2 separate regions of the Columba livia genome follow, and region 2 is linked to region 1. The links are chromatin contacts, called in public Hi-C maps. All regions are on one chromosome and are shown on one strand. Each heading gives the region's core, a stretch centred on a gene start, on an enhancer-like site or on the middle of the called end of the contact. The rest is flanking DNA. Distances are from core to core; before and after follow the strand shown. Region 1 overlaps KLHL13 (kelch like family member 13). Region 2 holds the start of LOC102094835 (protein FAM162B).

Region 1 (7,114 bases), core at 4,046-6,545:
TTAAGCAAAGGTTTGCTCTAACATGTTCTTACAATTAAGGTTTTTTTACTCATTCTCAAGTTCAGCAGTTTGGTTTCTGGAAATGCTGTAATTACCATTTTACTCACACAAGGCAGATGATAACATGCAGAAGGGTATACACACATCATGACAAGTACAAAACATTATTTCCACCACAAAGAACACCACAAGTCATGCTGCAACACCACTTTACTTGCCTGACTTTCCAAGAACCCAAGAAATACGTAATATAACAAAGTTGCACAGTAATACTTCAGAAGAATCATTATAGTAACTCAAGGCATAATGTGACTGAAACCACCTGAACAAAGTCTTGCAGCATAATGCATTTTCCAGGCAGTGCTTTGTGCAATGCTGTCAACCCACATACTGCAGTGTCAAAATAATCAAATTAAAAAAAAATTAAAAATGAAAAAATCAAGCACTGACATCAGTCCTGCCTCAACCGTTCTCGCCTGCCTGTATTTACAGACATTTGCAACTGCCACTCAATAGATGTTTGCAGTTTAGCAAAACATTTCTTCACTCACCTGAAACACCAATTCTCAATTTCAAACCTTAACCTGAAAGCAGTGTTGGTGTCTAGTGATTCAAAGGTAATCAGTACTTTCATTACACTAAAATCCTTGAAAGCTGAAGCTTTTGGGGCCTTTCAGTAGCATATACTGGAAACATGAAAAGGCAGCAAGATTAACTCTAGGAGCACCTGGGAAACCTCTGCTGAGCCAGCCATACACCGCTCCAAATCCCAAAACACAGGACCCAGCAGTTAGATTGGAAAGGGAGGAAGGCAGGTCAATAGTCAGATATTTATTCACAGTATCATAGTATCACAGTATGTTTGGGATTGGAAGGGACCTCAAAAGATCATCTAGTCCAATCCCCCTGCTGGAGCAGGAACGCCCAGGTGAGGTCACACAGGAACATGTCCAGGCGGGTTTGAATGTCTCCAGAGAAGGAGACTCCACAACCTCCCTGGGCAGCCTGTTCCAGTGTCTGTCACCCTCACTGAGAAGAAGTTTCTTCTCAAATTTAAGTGGAACCTCTTGTGTTCCAGCTTGATCCCATTACCCCTTGTCCTATCATTGTTGGCCACCGAGAAGAGCCTGGCTCCATCCTCATGGCACTCACCCTTTATATATTTACAAACATTAATGAGGTTCCCCCTTAGTCTCCTCTTCTCCAAACTAAAGAGACCCAGCTCCCTCAGCCTTTCTTCATAAGGGAGATGCTCCACTCCCTTAATCATCTTCGTTGCCCTACGCTGGACCCTCTCCAGCAGTTCCCTGTCCTTCCGGAACTGAGGGGCCCAGAACTGGACACAATATTCCAGATGTGGTCTCAATAGGGTCAGTACTGAACCTGAAGCAAAACACACTTGGTAGCTTGAGATAAGATGAACATTTGCCACAAGAGTCCCTGTAAACAGTGAAATAAAAACCGGCCAGTAAATAATACACCCATATGCAGGAAAACCAACAGCTACAGCAACTACTGGACCACAGGAGTTTACATGGTAAACACTGTTATATGAAAAGTGTTAGTTCCTTAGTGCTTCTTATCAAAATGCTGCAAACTTATGTTCTGGCTTGTATCCTGAATCAAGCAACAAGCTGCATAAACACACCTTCTTCTGTTTGATTCTTTAACTGAAGTAGAAACATAAGCAAACTACCAATACCTTGCTGCACTAGAAGTAGCTTCTGGGAAGAAAATTTCTTTCAAATGTGACAAAATTTCGCTGGGTCCTGAAACAAGTTTTCAGGGCTTGAGGGGGGGAACAATAGCACGACCCAACTTAAGCGCAGAATACTGATTTATTACAAATAAAAGACTTCTTTGAAGACCATCAGGGTTGTTAAATAACTACATTCAAGAAACAGATAAGACGTTGTTCAAGTTTCTCAGCCATCATACCAAGTGCCTTAATACAACATGACTGAATACATACTTGCAAATTAGCAGCCTGTTTATTATTATCTTTCATCGACACCCCAGAACAACACACAAGGCACAGTGTGACTAAGCTTTGACTTCATTGCTGTAATCTGACAAAAGCATACAGAATCCAAAGGGCAAAAGTAAAAGTAAATAGAATTACTGAGCCTGAGCTTTCTGTTGTTGAACCCACATAATAAATTCTTTTTAACGACAAATTCCAGTAATGTGATTCAGTTCATTTACCCTCCTTCCCCCTCCCTTTCCTCCCAAGTTCTGCATTGTAAATGGTCTTATAACCCAGCATGTTAACTGTCCAGAGAACAAGGCCGTTCCTGTTCCTAAGCAGCACTCGTCATTACTCCTGAACCACACATAGCAGACATGGCCAGTCTAACTTCAGATCAAGCCAACATCCATCACGTAATCACTCCTCATCAGCTGACAGCTTGTCACAGCCCACTAAACAGCAGCAAGGATCAGGATGTCCGGTTTGCAATGACAGACCAGTGATGTCCTGGCAAAGCCCTAAGCAAAATCCAAAGCAGACCACTATGTATTTTACTATATGGGCCCAGCCTTAATTATCTGAAAACAGAACTTAACACAGTCACATTGGTGCTCTAATTACTGGGGAGGCAGAACAAGAGAGGAGAAAACCTCACTGTGAGAGCAAAGAGGAGCCCTGACAAGAGCCAAAGATGCTGCTCTAGCCAGGAGAGAACAGCTTTACAAAGCCTGCAAACTCCGCTGCTTCAGTTCTCGAGTTCTGCTTTACTCCCACATAGCTCTGACTCACATCACATCAATCCACATTTAAGCAACTGCAGATACGTCTCTACTGTCCTTGTCCAGCTGGGGTACAGAGGAACTTGCTGACTTGTTGATACGTGACCCCTACGCTCTTTTGGACAACAGAAGGAAATTGAGTGTGGCTGAAGATTTAACACACTCATTTCAAATTAAGTTTCCTTCCAGATCCTTGGCTAATGCACCTCCACCTTCCTGGCTGTCAGCTTTGACTCAACCATCCTCTAACAGGTGAGATGGAGCAGAAGAATGAAACTAGAAGTCTGGAATTTGGAACACGGCAGTTTGCATGCTGGAAATGTCTGGAATCCAACGTGATAGAGCTAGATGTGATAACACAGCTTGTGAAGATGGAAGGAGATTATCAAGATGCTAAGGTTTCAGAAATGTCATAGGGAGGTCAGGCATAAATATACGTACAATATCGTAATGAGGCAGAATTGTAGTTATAGCTGAAATCTTTCTATAATGGACACATTCCTACATTTAACAGTGCACTGTTATCTTCAGTTGTTAAATTTACTATTACCTGCAGGAATCGTACTAATATCTGGAATTCAGATTTCAGTATGCATCTGTTTATGGGACTGGTAGTCACCAGGCTATAGAAGAACACGCTCCCTGAAATACTGAGTTGTTTCCCTCAACAGCCTTCGCTGGTCCTGCAAGTCGCTTCTATATTCCCTCTGAAGATGATACAAAAACTTCATAAATTGCTTCAGCATTCAGCTGTTTGAGTAGATTATTTTAGATTTAGGACTGTAAAGTACCTTACCATAAGAATAAAGGATAAAGCTCCTCTTTTTAACTTGATGCATTCAAATAAACCCCAAACCGAGCAGAGAAACAACGACTCATAACACCAAACCCACCACTTGCCATCAAGAGAACAGTTACAACACATTCACCCACCAAGTGACACAAGATGGAGATATGAAAACGAAAGGGAAAATTACAACGTGAGATTATGTTGCACTACAAACAACACGTCACCAGTCAGAGAACTTTTTGGAGTTGTATCTTTTCAGCACAAACAGCTCATTAAGTATTGAACAAGTACAAACTCAGTCACATTTTCCAAGCAGCTAATCTAGTTTCCAAGCTTAGCCATCCCGTTAAAAGCTGTAGCCTGGCTTCCTGCAGAGAGAAAATAAATTTTAGATCCACACCTATTTCCTGCTCACATCGAGTTTCACACTTCATGAGTCAAAGGCACTGTATGATAAACATCATACTGAAACTGCTTTTGGACCGATGGTAGGATCCAGAAGCCATACAGAGAAATTTAGTTGCAACTAACCCAGAAACGTACCTGAACCAAAACCAAAAACCAGCTCTTAAATATGCGAGAGGGTGTTACTAGTTTGAACCAACGTTCCTTTAATGAAAAAAAAAATTAAGAGTTAAATGCTACCAATTTATTCATCACTGCTGTACATCAATTTCTAGTCATACAAAAGAAACTAGCTTTTTCATCAAATAGTCCATCATCACAAAGAAAATATTACCTTTACCTCATAAAAAATGAAAAAAAACCTCCAGAGATTATTTAAATATAAGTCAACACTCAATCTGTGAGTTTTCACATTATTAAACGTTAGGTCATTTGTAGTGGTTGGTTAAAAAAAGTAGATTGGAAAGCTAAAAGCATCTACTAGGGAAACAAACTTTGATTGAAAAGGTTAATTTTTCCACTGAGGTTACAAAATCATTTCCTCCTAAACAGGCACAAACACTGTCATACGCGCCATACTGAGGCCAAATGTGGCCAACGTAAATCTCAAATAAATAAGGTAAGAAACATATGTCCTCAGAAAGAATCCACTGAATTTGTTCCAGTTCTTTACTTTCTAACTTCAGCTCCTACATGAATATCTTCAAAAGGCTTCAAATGAAAATGCCAACATTCACATTTCAAATGAAAACATACTACTTCTGGAATATTCAAGAGCACATGCCTAAGAACTTATGATGCCCTGGTGAGACCACATCTGGAATATCGTGTCCAGTTGTGGCCCCTCAGTTCCAGAAGGACAGGGAACTGCTGGAGAGAGTCCAGCGCAGGGCAACAAAGATGATTAAGGGAGTGGAGCATCTTCCTTATGAGGAAAGGCTGAGGGAGCTGGGTCTCTTTAGCCTGGAGAAGAGGAGACTGAGGGGTGACCTTCTGAATGTTTACAGATATATAAAGGGTGAGTGTCAGGAGGATGGAGCCAGGCTCTTCTTGGTGACAATCAATGATAAGACAAGGGGTAATGGGTACAAACTGGAACACAAGAGGTTCCACTAAAATTTAGAGAAGAAATTTCTTCTCAGTGAGGGTGCCAGAACACTGGACCAGGCTGCCCAGGGGGGTTGTGGAGTCTCCTACTCTGGAGGCATTCAAGACCTGCCTGGACACCTTCCTGTGTGACCTCATCTGGGTGTTCCTGCTCCGGCAGGGGGACTGGACTTGATGATCTTTCGAGGCCCCTTCAAATCCCTAACATTCTGTCATTCTGTGATGTAAATTCATGGACCTAATGAGAAAGAGAGAAAACACTGGTAAACATCACTGCTAGGGACAGAGAGAAGCAGGGCTGCTAAATAAAATCAAGTACAACAGAATAACCAGAGGGAAATAGGATGGAGAAAAGAGATACTGTTTGGGATGACTGGAGACTGGAAGCTTTTGAAGACGGAGAGAACACATACATAATAACTCTGCTCTAAGGAAAGCTTTTACAATTTCTTTCTTCAAGTTCCACAGCATGATTCATTAAGCAGCTATTCTTCATGCCAAGCAGAAACGTGACTGAGCCCAGCGCTGCTCCAAGGCCGTGCGCATTCACAGGGAGACAGCACGGCACAGGAATTTCACTCATACATAAGTCTGCGGAGTGAAACTTGAGCCTGAATACGCTCAAGTGACCATAAATGCATCCAGCAGACAAAAGGCATTTGTGTGCCTGTTTTGAAAAAAAAGAAATCTGTTGCTTCTAATCCGAGATCAAACATCCAGTGAAAAATCCCCCCGGAAGCAGAGAGCAGCATACTGATGAGTTTGATCATTCTTCAAGAATGATTTAGCTACTGCCAAAACATAACTTCAATAATTTAAACTGTTGTGGCGTGAATTATCTGTTTAGACCGAAACCAAAGGATCAATCAATGAAACTACAAAAACAGTTCTAATAGACGTCTTTAATCTAAACTTGTTAAAATATGAGGTTCCTTAATGTTAATGTCATCTTTGGAACAGAAATAATCAAGCATTTATTCATAAGAAGAATGCTCAGAACAGGTCTTAATATTAGTCCAGTTAAATGAAAGGTTTAAATGTCATCAACAATCAAAATGAAGAATGTGGAAATCTTAGAATTATAGAATAGCTTGGGCTGGAAGGGACTTTAAAAGGTCATGTTAAATGGCACCAACAGAAAATTGCTACTCAGGAATGATGCCATTTGATGCAGCAATATTTTCAACCATCTACAGGAGAAAACAAACCCTACCAACGCTGTTTACCAACTGAAATACTCATATTCATGCTGCTGTATTTCATACAGAAGTACAGAATAGACAGCACGCGATAGATCCCTGCCACATGCTCACAAAATCAAAAAATCAAATCAAAACTAACGTTCTTGGCATGATGAAACTCCTTCACAAAGGGGTGACAGAAACTTTTGTGCTAGCAGCTATTTCACTATAAACTTAAGACACCTAAGCTTATGTTGTCTTTTTCATTTAGGCATGAAGTTCCTAATTCAACTACAAAAAAGCACAAAAACTAATACAGATAATAGCAAACATCTGAGAAGATTTTCTACAGAAAGATACTGCACACGTTGATTCTTCTGGTTTTTTTGAAAGAGTGAAACCAGTTAACATACATTAATCAGAACAGACAAAACCACCATTACAGGTGTGCAAAGTAGATCACAAGATAAAAAGATAAATAATTTTATAGCTTCCAGGTTCAATTACTTACAACATAATTGTTCCTTTATTAAGAACTTTTATTTCCAGAAAGGAAGCCAATGAAAGGTTGCTGGAATTTCTTCCAGGATAATTTAAGTATCTCAACTCTTACACTAAATGCGTGAGGTTTCTTTCTAAAAACAAGAGTAAGCACAATAAGATTAAATAGCAAGTAACGTATAATCAAGACCAACAGAATGGTTAATTTTAGTATATTTTAAGAAAAAAATCCCATTCCAGCCAAATCAGGAATATTTTGGGCATGCTCTGAAATATCTGATAAGTAACTGTTATTGCATACTTGTTCCAAAATCGGTCTTTGAATACCTAAATGTAGATGCAATGGCAGCTGCACCAACTAAATCAGAAAAATCCACAGAAA
Region 2 (7,463 bases), core at 2,579-5,078, 210 kb before region 1:
GGACCCTGGAGAGGAGGGACAGGCTCTTGGGCTGGGACTCTGCAGGTGACTGAGACATTTCAAAGCAATTCATTGCTCTTGCTGTGTTAAATTTCGCTGCTGGAGAATACACAGTTTTGCAGAGGAATATTTCCTGACTCACTTAGAATTTCATGAACCACAAGCCCATCCAGGATTGCTTGTTTATCTCATCTAGGAACCAAGACAGAGGTCTGCTGCATATTTAATCAGATGGGGGGAAGGCAAAGAATTTTAAGATAAGATTATCTTCTGCTCCTTATCACAGCCATCATGTAAAAAGTTTGCATGGCATGTAAAACAGAGCCTTATTGGTTTTGAGAACACTGCACACAAAAACAGCTTTACAGAATAACACTTTATGGTTGAATTCTCCTATGAATTCTTTCATGTATATGACTAAGAAAATTTCTTGTGCAATCCTATGAAAATTAATCTGGAGATGTAAAGAGATGTGCAGGAACCTGGGGCTTCTGGAGGAATAAACTCTTTAATTCCTGTGGCTATTGAAAGCAGAAAAGGAAGAACAGGCGAAGAGGACCCAAAGTCAAGTTTCTCATTGCTGTAGTTGGTTGACAGTAATCAGAACTAAGCTACTGGGAATCACAGTGCAAAGTCAGAAATCAAAGACAAATGGATTTTATATTCTGGGCTTTCAGTTCCAGTTCTGCAAAGGTTTTTGTGTACATTTAGGGAGGGGAGAATGACTCCTGTCTTGGAACAGGCTCCCCAGGGAGGTGTCATGGCTCCAAGCCAGTGTTCAGGAAGAGAGTGGACAATGCCCTCAAACACATGGTGTGAACTATGGGGTTGTCATATGCAGGGACAGGAGGTGGACTCAAAGATCCTTGTGGGTCCCTTCCAAACCAGGGCATTCTATGATTCCATGACTGGCTGCCAGTTCTTGCTGCACTCAGCTACAGGAACAGAGTCTGAGGTGGCAGAAGGGATGTGAAGATGATACAGGACCAGGAGGGAGTCCTGTGAGGTTTGTGTTTAGTTTTCCATCTTCAGTGTTGGCACCAGTGTGCAGCAAGAGTTACAACTATGTGTCACTCTTGCACAGAAAATGGAAATGTTGAGTCTGCGCCACCACAGCTGCAAACCATCCTCTCCCTCTGAGCCAGCCTGCTCCTTTGGAACTCAAAAACCTTCAGGTCTGTGCTCTCTCCTTGCAGCGAAGCTTAGAGGAAGCCTGGGGGACATTTGTACACTTGGTCAGTGTGTGAGTTGTTGTTGGTACCAACCGGCACTTGCTGAGGAGCTGGGGTCTTGCTGTCCTCCTAGCAGAAAGGTGTGAGAGAAGGATAAGGTGGTGCTTTAAGCCTAGTTTTGCTAATTCTGCGTTTCTGAACAAGTTGTTACTGCTATAAATTCCATCTGTGAGCTTAATGGTCATGAAATAATGGTTACACTTTGCTAATGAGCCACTGATGGGTATCAAGCAATGGTGAGGGGAGTGAATGGATGGGCCTTATGAGGATGTTTTGTAACTTGGGCAGAGGGCGATGTGTGTGTACTGGGCTGGGCATAAAACATCTCTAAAGACTAAGGCCACCAGGCTGCACACAAAGCTACCTTGGTTCCAGAGCCTTCCGCATCCCTCTGGTGTTCAGGAAGGGATTCAACATGCTCTTGGTCAGAGAGAGATCCACAGTGCACAAGGCAAAGCTTGATTTAAAAACACAGTGGTGTATATAGGCTTTGTTAGCTTTCATGCACTGCAGTGAAACTCATCTTGGTATTAAGCATTCACAGTACCAGAGAAACAAATAAAATTCAGGAAAAAGTAACTGCCTTTGTGGTTTCATGAGGACCTCTGTGTCTGCCCTTCTAAATGCTGGCAAAATAAATACTGAAGTGCTTTTTTTGCTCACAGCAGACATGATTAATTCAGCTGTTGGTCAGTGTGTCTTCTAGAGGAAACAATTGACAACCCCTAGGTGGATAAGCACCAAAGTCCTGAAAAGCCAGAGATTTTCTCCACATTTAAGAAACCAAGAGATAAAATAAAAACGTTCTTTCATTCCTCTTCAAATCCATAATCAGACAGGACTTAAAGACAGACAATTTTGCAATAAGCATTTTGGAGAGCGGCTCTTAAAGTGAAAATTCTCTGAACAGCTGGAGCCCCTGTGGGGTTGGGTGGTTACAAGTGCCACATGAGCATCACAGCAGCACATCCCATGTCCCATCGGCTGCATCCAGCCCCTCCTGCCTACCTGGCTTGAGGACTGAGGGATGTCCAGGTGTACGGTGCCTCTTTTACACTCAGCAGCTCTTCTGCAAGGTGAGAAGAGGGCCTGTGGGATGCTCAGGGGTGCTGAGATCTGTATATTTTATGCTATAAGTGCACCTTTCCTCCTCCTCCGCTACTCTTCCCCCAGGGAAATCCTGAGCAGGATGCAAATGTCCTCAGCAACTTTACCAAGTTTGTCTTCTGCTTCTTCCAGCATAATCACACCCACTGATTTCTGCTTGCCTGCAGGTCTTGTTTGCAGTTAGAAGCTCAAAACACCATTTATTCTCTGTATGGTTTCTTAATCCGGAAATGGATCTAGTTTGCTTTACCAGATTATAAACTAATTAAGTTGAACATATTGTGTTATGTTCAAACGCATTGTACAGCTTTCCTGAAAGAGGGAAAACCACATTTGACTTTGCTGTGAGTTTCTTCTTTCTTCAGTATCAATAACTTTGTGTTCTCAAAAAATATAAAACATCTCTATAAATGGTAGAGTTTTTTCTTGGGGCCAGGAGCTGGGTAGCTGGAGCTGCATCTGTCTCACATCTTTCATCCTCTCAACCCTTTAAGAATATCCTTGCCAACATCCCAAGGTCTATTCCTTTGCAACTCCTAGCCTTGCTCTTAAACACACTTTTATTATCTGCAATATTGCATTTGATAGTATTACTAAATAGTTCTTTTTTTTTTTTCATTTTGGCAACAGCTTCTTCCCTTTCCAATGGATTTTTTTTTTCCCTAGTTGTAAATCAATTTTAGAGCCTTACATGTCTAAGGCGAGCAAATATACCACTGCTCCAAATGAGACAAGTATTTTGCATTTCCATTTCCTGACCCATCAGAGAGCATTTTGTGCAAAACGTGGAAGAAATATCAAAATTATAAAATAGCATTGTTTTTGGTTCATTCTCTGTTTAGAACAGCTGATGTTATGTAAAACATCCATCATTATCCAGACGTCATGGAGATTGAATTAAAAGAGGGCAAATACTTTATAGGTACTGCTACATTTCAGTGACAATTTTGCTGACTGACAAATACTATATCACCTGAGGTTTTTGACATCATTTCTTAGTTTACTTATTTAGACTGGAAATATGTCTGAAATATAATTATTTGCCAGGGAAGTTTGCAGTCTGGATGTGAGATGGACTCCCCATCTGCATTTGTAGCCACAGGTATCAGCTTTAGTTTCCTTCTGCCACACCACATTTACCCTGAAATAGGGGAATGCTGTTCCTCCTCCAAAAGTCTGTTTAAAGCAATTGATTTGCAAGAATACTTTTTAGCCCAGAACAATTAAGAACTCTAACAGCTTAACTGGCTGTGATAATTAGCAGTCACTAAGCCTGTCTTTGGGGAAATATAGCATACTGTCCTATTTTAGTACTACCAAAGGAAAATAATGAGAAAATAATGTGAAAGCCCATTGCTTTCCTGAACAACTCCTTGGGATGCAGAACCTGGGCTGGCCATGAGCTGCCGCAGCAGTGATCTCTGCTTGCTAAGCTTGGAAGGTGTGTCATTTCGATAACCACGGGTGACAAATTTAGCTAGTCATTGTGACGCAAGCACAAACTGTTGGCAGCCAGGGTGGAAATACCTGCTACTCCATTCTTACAGGAAGGGGTAGTTTTATGTTAATCACCCCTAGAAGCAGCCTTCTGGGATCCCGCTGATCCCCCTGCGCGCTCCCAGGTTGGTGGGGAGGCGGTGGCTCGGTGCCAGTGGGGGTAGCATGTTGGGGAGGCTGTTGGGGTGCAGCCCCAGGCTGTGGCGGCAGGTGGCTCGGCCAGTCCCACACCCTGCCAGACCCATTGGTGACAAAGTGAAGGGCGCTCAGGATGCAGCTTTGCCGACAGCTAATCCAGGTGAGTAGAAAGACTTTGGTCGCTGTTTTGTGCTACGGCACAGAGGGAAAGGGTATTTGCAGGAAAGGGTGAGAAAACAACCCTTGCTGTTGTCTGTGGCTGTTACTGCAGTGCTGCAGCTCCTGGGGCTACAAACTCTCAAGACACGAACCAAATTGAGAGCTCTTGCCAGCACAGGGGTGAAGTTTTTCCTGTTGAATAGTCTTCCTCCTATGGCGGCAAATACAAACTGATACTTAGTGTCAGGGAACCTGTTAATTAAAAAAAGTTCATCCTAGTACCCAGCTGCCAGGTTTCCAGAGGAGGACCCGCACAGGTGTCTGCATGTGCAGGGCTGGTGTGAGTGGCAGCCTTGCACCCCTCTGCTCCCCGCAGCGCTCCCTGCCCAATCACATCTGCGACTGTGTGGGCTGGTGGCAGGCAGAGCCCTGGCTTACCTGGCCGGGAGCAGTCATGGGCTGCTCCCACATGGGCAACCTCCTTGGCATAGAGATGGTTTCTCTTTAATCTGTACCACCACCTCCTCGGCCGTGCCTTTGCAGATTCCTCACTCCAGTGAGACTGGGCTGCATGGGGCTGCCTGTGCTCCCCTGGGATACTTTTGGGTCTCCAGCATGGGACTTTGACCTTGTCTTTCCTGGCATGGACCTTGTCCTTTTAGTGATCCATCCTACTCCTTGCCACAAATCTGATTCAGACGCTGATATTTCAGATGCAGCTCTACTGATCTTGCTGGCACTCTGTGAGAGAAATAGAAGCAGGAAATGGAATTTACCTGGGGATCTGGGTGCCAAGATTTATACCTGGGGTTTTTCGGCCATTCACAAGTCCTGGCATGCAGGAGCAGGCCTGGGGCCAAGGAACTTAATGTAATTTTACCTCTTAACGCAGGCAGGAAGAGATGGTTCCTGTGCCCTGTTCTGTAGCAGCAGTGATTTTCTTTCAGCCAAGCACTAACAATCCAGCAACAGTCAAGGATCACAGGACACTGAGACTAGGGTATCTTCATGTCCATCCCTTCCTGCATGCCCTGGTCACTTACAGCGCATTTCTAAACACCAGTGCTACATGTGCAAGCACAGGGCACCATAACCTGACATCTTGGGTGCACCTACCTGGGTGTGTGAGCAGTCCCAGCTACCTTGCAATGACCACCTGTACAGGCGTGCAATGCAAAAGCCAGGGTTTGAGGTAGCCAATGCTTGCCCTATTTTTGCAGCATCTCTCTGCCACAGCTCTTGTCATGACCTGTCATTGGGCTTGTTTCCATCCAGAGGAGCCAGACTCCCTTTTTCATGGTGCTTACAGTGACAGCATGCTAATGGCATCACTGTGGTAGGCTGGTGGGTGTAATGTATCATCATTAGACTACAGTAACGTGGTACTCAGCTTGCATGAGAACAACTGCCAGCCTCACACCAGGCTGTATTTTAACAGACCTTGTCTCTCCATCAGCACTTTTAGAAGGACATGCTGTCAAGGAGTTATTAGAGCTGCTGGCAGTTTTCTTAACTGGGCCATTTGAAAGCAAGATGGCTAGTAGGGTGAGAGCATGTTGTGGGCTTGGGTGACTTCAGCCCTGCATCCTTCGCCCCATAATCAAGAAGATTAGAAGAGATTTTTGGTTAAAAAACTACCTAAACTGAAGGAAGAAAGAAAAAAAAGGTGCAAAGAAAAAAAAAAAAGCTGCAAATATAACAAAGCATATCACACCAGCTGCTGAGTCCTTTTGACATTAGAAAGCACATTTAGCTCTCACAGAAAAGTGCCATTCTGAATGTTCAATCCTCCTCCTCCTGTACAAGCAGTTTTTTGCCTCTTCCCTTCTTTAAGGTTAGGTCATTGTTTTCTTTTATAAAATCTCTTACAGGTTACGAAACTTTCAAGAATGACAGAAGGCCTACAAATTTTGATAAAAAGGTGTTAGTATGGGCAGGACGCTTTAAAAAGGAGGAGGACATTCCCAAGCTTATATCGTAAGTAGACCTGCCTGAATGATGCTTTTTTAATATGAACATACAGACTGAGACTGAGACTCTAGTCTGCATTACCCAGAACTGTGCTCACATGGTGAGGGTTAGTGCTTCTCTATGCTGATGGGGTCTGCTGCTACTGATGTCCAAAAACAATTTGAATCTTTGGGAACATGAACTTTTTGTCATGCCCTGTGCAGTAAACTGGATTCACTTGTTTTAGATATCATAAGTTTCAGAGTAAGCTGAAATGTCTTTTGCAAGACAAGCAGCTTTGTAACTCAGAAGTCACCATGATAAATCACCTCAGATTTGTACATGCTTTGCTAGTTTTATTGAGTAGCAATCAATAATGCTGCATAAATTTTAAAAAGAAGCTGGTGTTATACACAGCTACTGACAGACTTCTGCAACAAGACCCTCATGTCTGGGCTACGGTTTCGCCTCCTTGTTGAAGTATTTTTGTTAAATGATTGTCACTTAGTTTTGGAGACCTAATGCTTTCTGACTTGTGACAACCCAGGGGCTTCTCCAGCTGACCTTCCCCTTGCAGGTGTAAGGAAATCCATGGCTAGATATGAGTTCATGAATGTCCCGTTGCCACACTGCAGTCTCTTGCAAGTGTGAATTGTCAGAAAAATTATGTGAATCGCTCATGGAAGGTGTTGGAGATCTCCCAGCGACAGATGTGGCTGCTCAGCAATGTGGGAAGACAATTCCAGATGGACAGAGCAGTTGTTCACTCCAGCTGAGGCTCAGCCTCCCACTGCAGGCAGATGCTGGCAGGGCTGGTGGCAGCTGCCTGGCAGAGGGCTACGCTGCAGCGGGACAAGGCCACAAAGCACCTCCTGCAGCGGGAATGGAGATGTGGCCACAGACCCAGGCACCACTTGCTGTGCCTCTTCGCTGTGTGAAAACTCTCCATTGATCTTAGCCAAAATGTCGTGCATGTTCATTTATTTTTCCACTGATGGTGGCATTGCCTGGCCCAGGTGGCACAGACCCAGTGTCTCCTGGTGCTGTACAGCACCCCGTGCTTTGCCCTGCAACACCCAAAGCTGGGCCCCTCATAATGAAAAGACTTCCCTGTCTTTGTCATTTTTCAGGTACTCACTTTCATATACACTGTTAGAAGAGAGCAGGATTCGTGATTCCTGTTGTTACTGGTGACCAGTAGCAGTAGCAGTACCCTACCTGTGTGGGTACATCTTTCCCCCATAGACTAATTTTTTGAGTTCTCCTCCATGCACATGCAGAAAGAGAAGGCTGAAACACATTGTACATTCATAGGCAGTTACTGGATAACTTGAGGATTCATTATTCAGCTCTCCATGATCTAGTTTTACACACGCTGCT

What was found. Hi-C and Micro-C count contacts between places; a contact is called where the count stands out from the background.
Region 2: a Hi-C map of liver shows a contact between it and region 1, with 2.9 times the contacts expected there. The contact joins the promoter of LOC102094835 here to the enhancer-like site in region 1. A contact is called at or near these places in 2 of 2 Hi-C or Micro-C datasets (crop and liver).

The regions. Positions count from the first base shown.
Region 1 is chr12:7,738,477-7,745,590 of bColLiv1.pat.W.v2, reverse strand. All of the region lies in intron 2 of KLHL13 (kelch like family member 13), which reads right to left. Among named protein-coding and RNA genes, the nearest start is that of KLHL13, 30 kb to the right of the region's middle. Within about 2 kb of position 5,295, at least 3 of the 3 cell types and tissues checked have an H3K27ac peak away from gene starts, as active enhancers do.
Region 2 is chr12:7,946,793-7,954,255 of bColLiv1.pat.W.v2, reverse strand. It overlaps LOC102094835 (protein FAM162B), which reads left to right and starts at 3,828. Exons shown (of 4, transcript XM_005500557.3): 1 at 3,828-4,134; 2 at 6,005-6,110. The coding sequence starts at 4,002. The region is part of intron 3 of LOC110357467 (a long non-coding RNA gene); the gene reads right to left.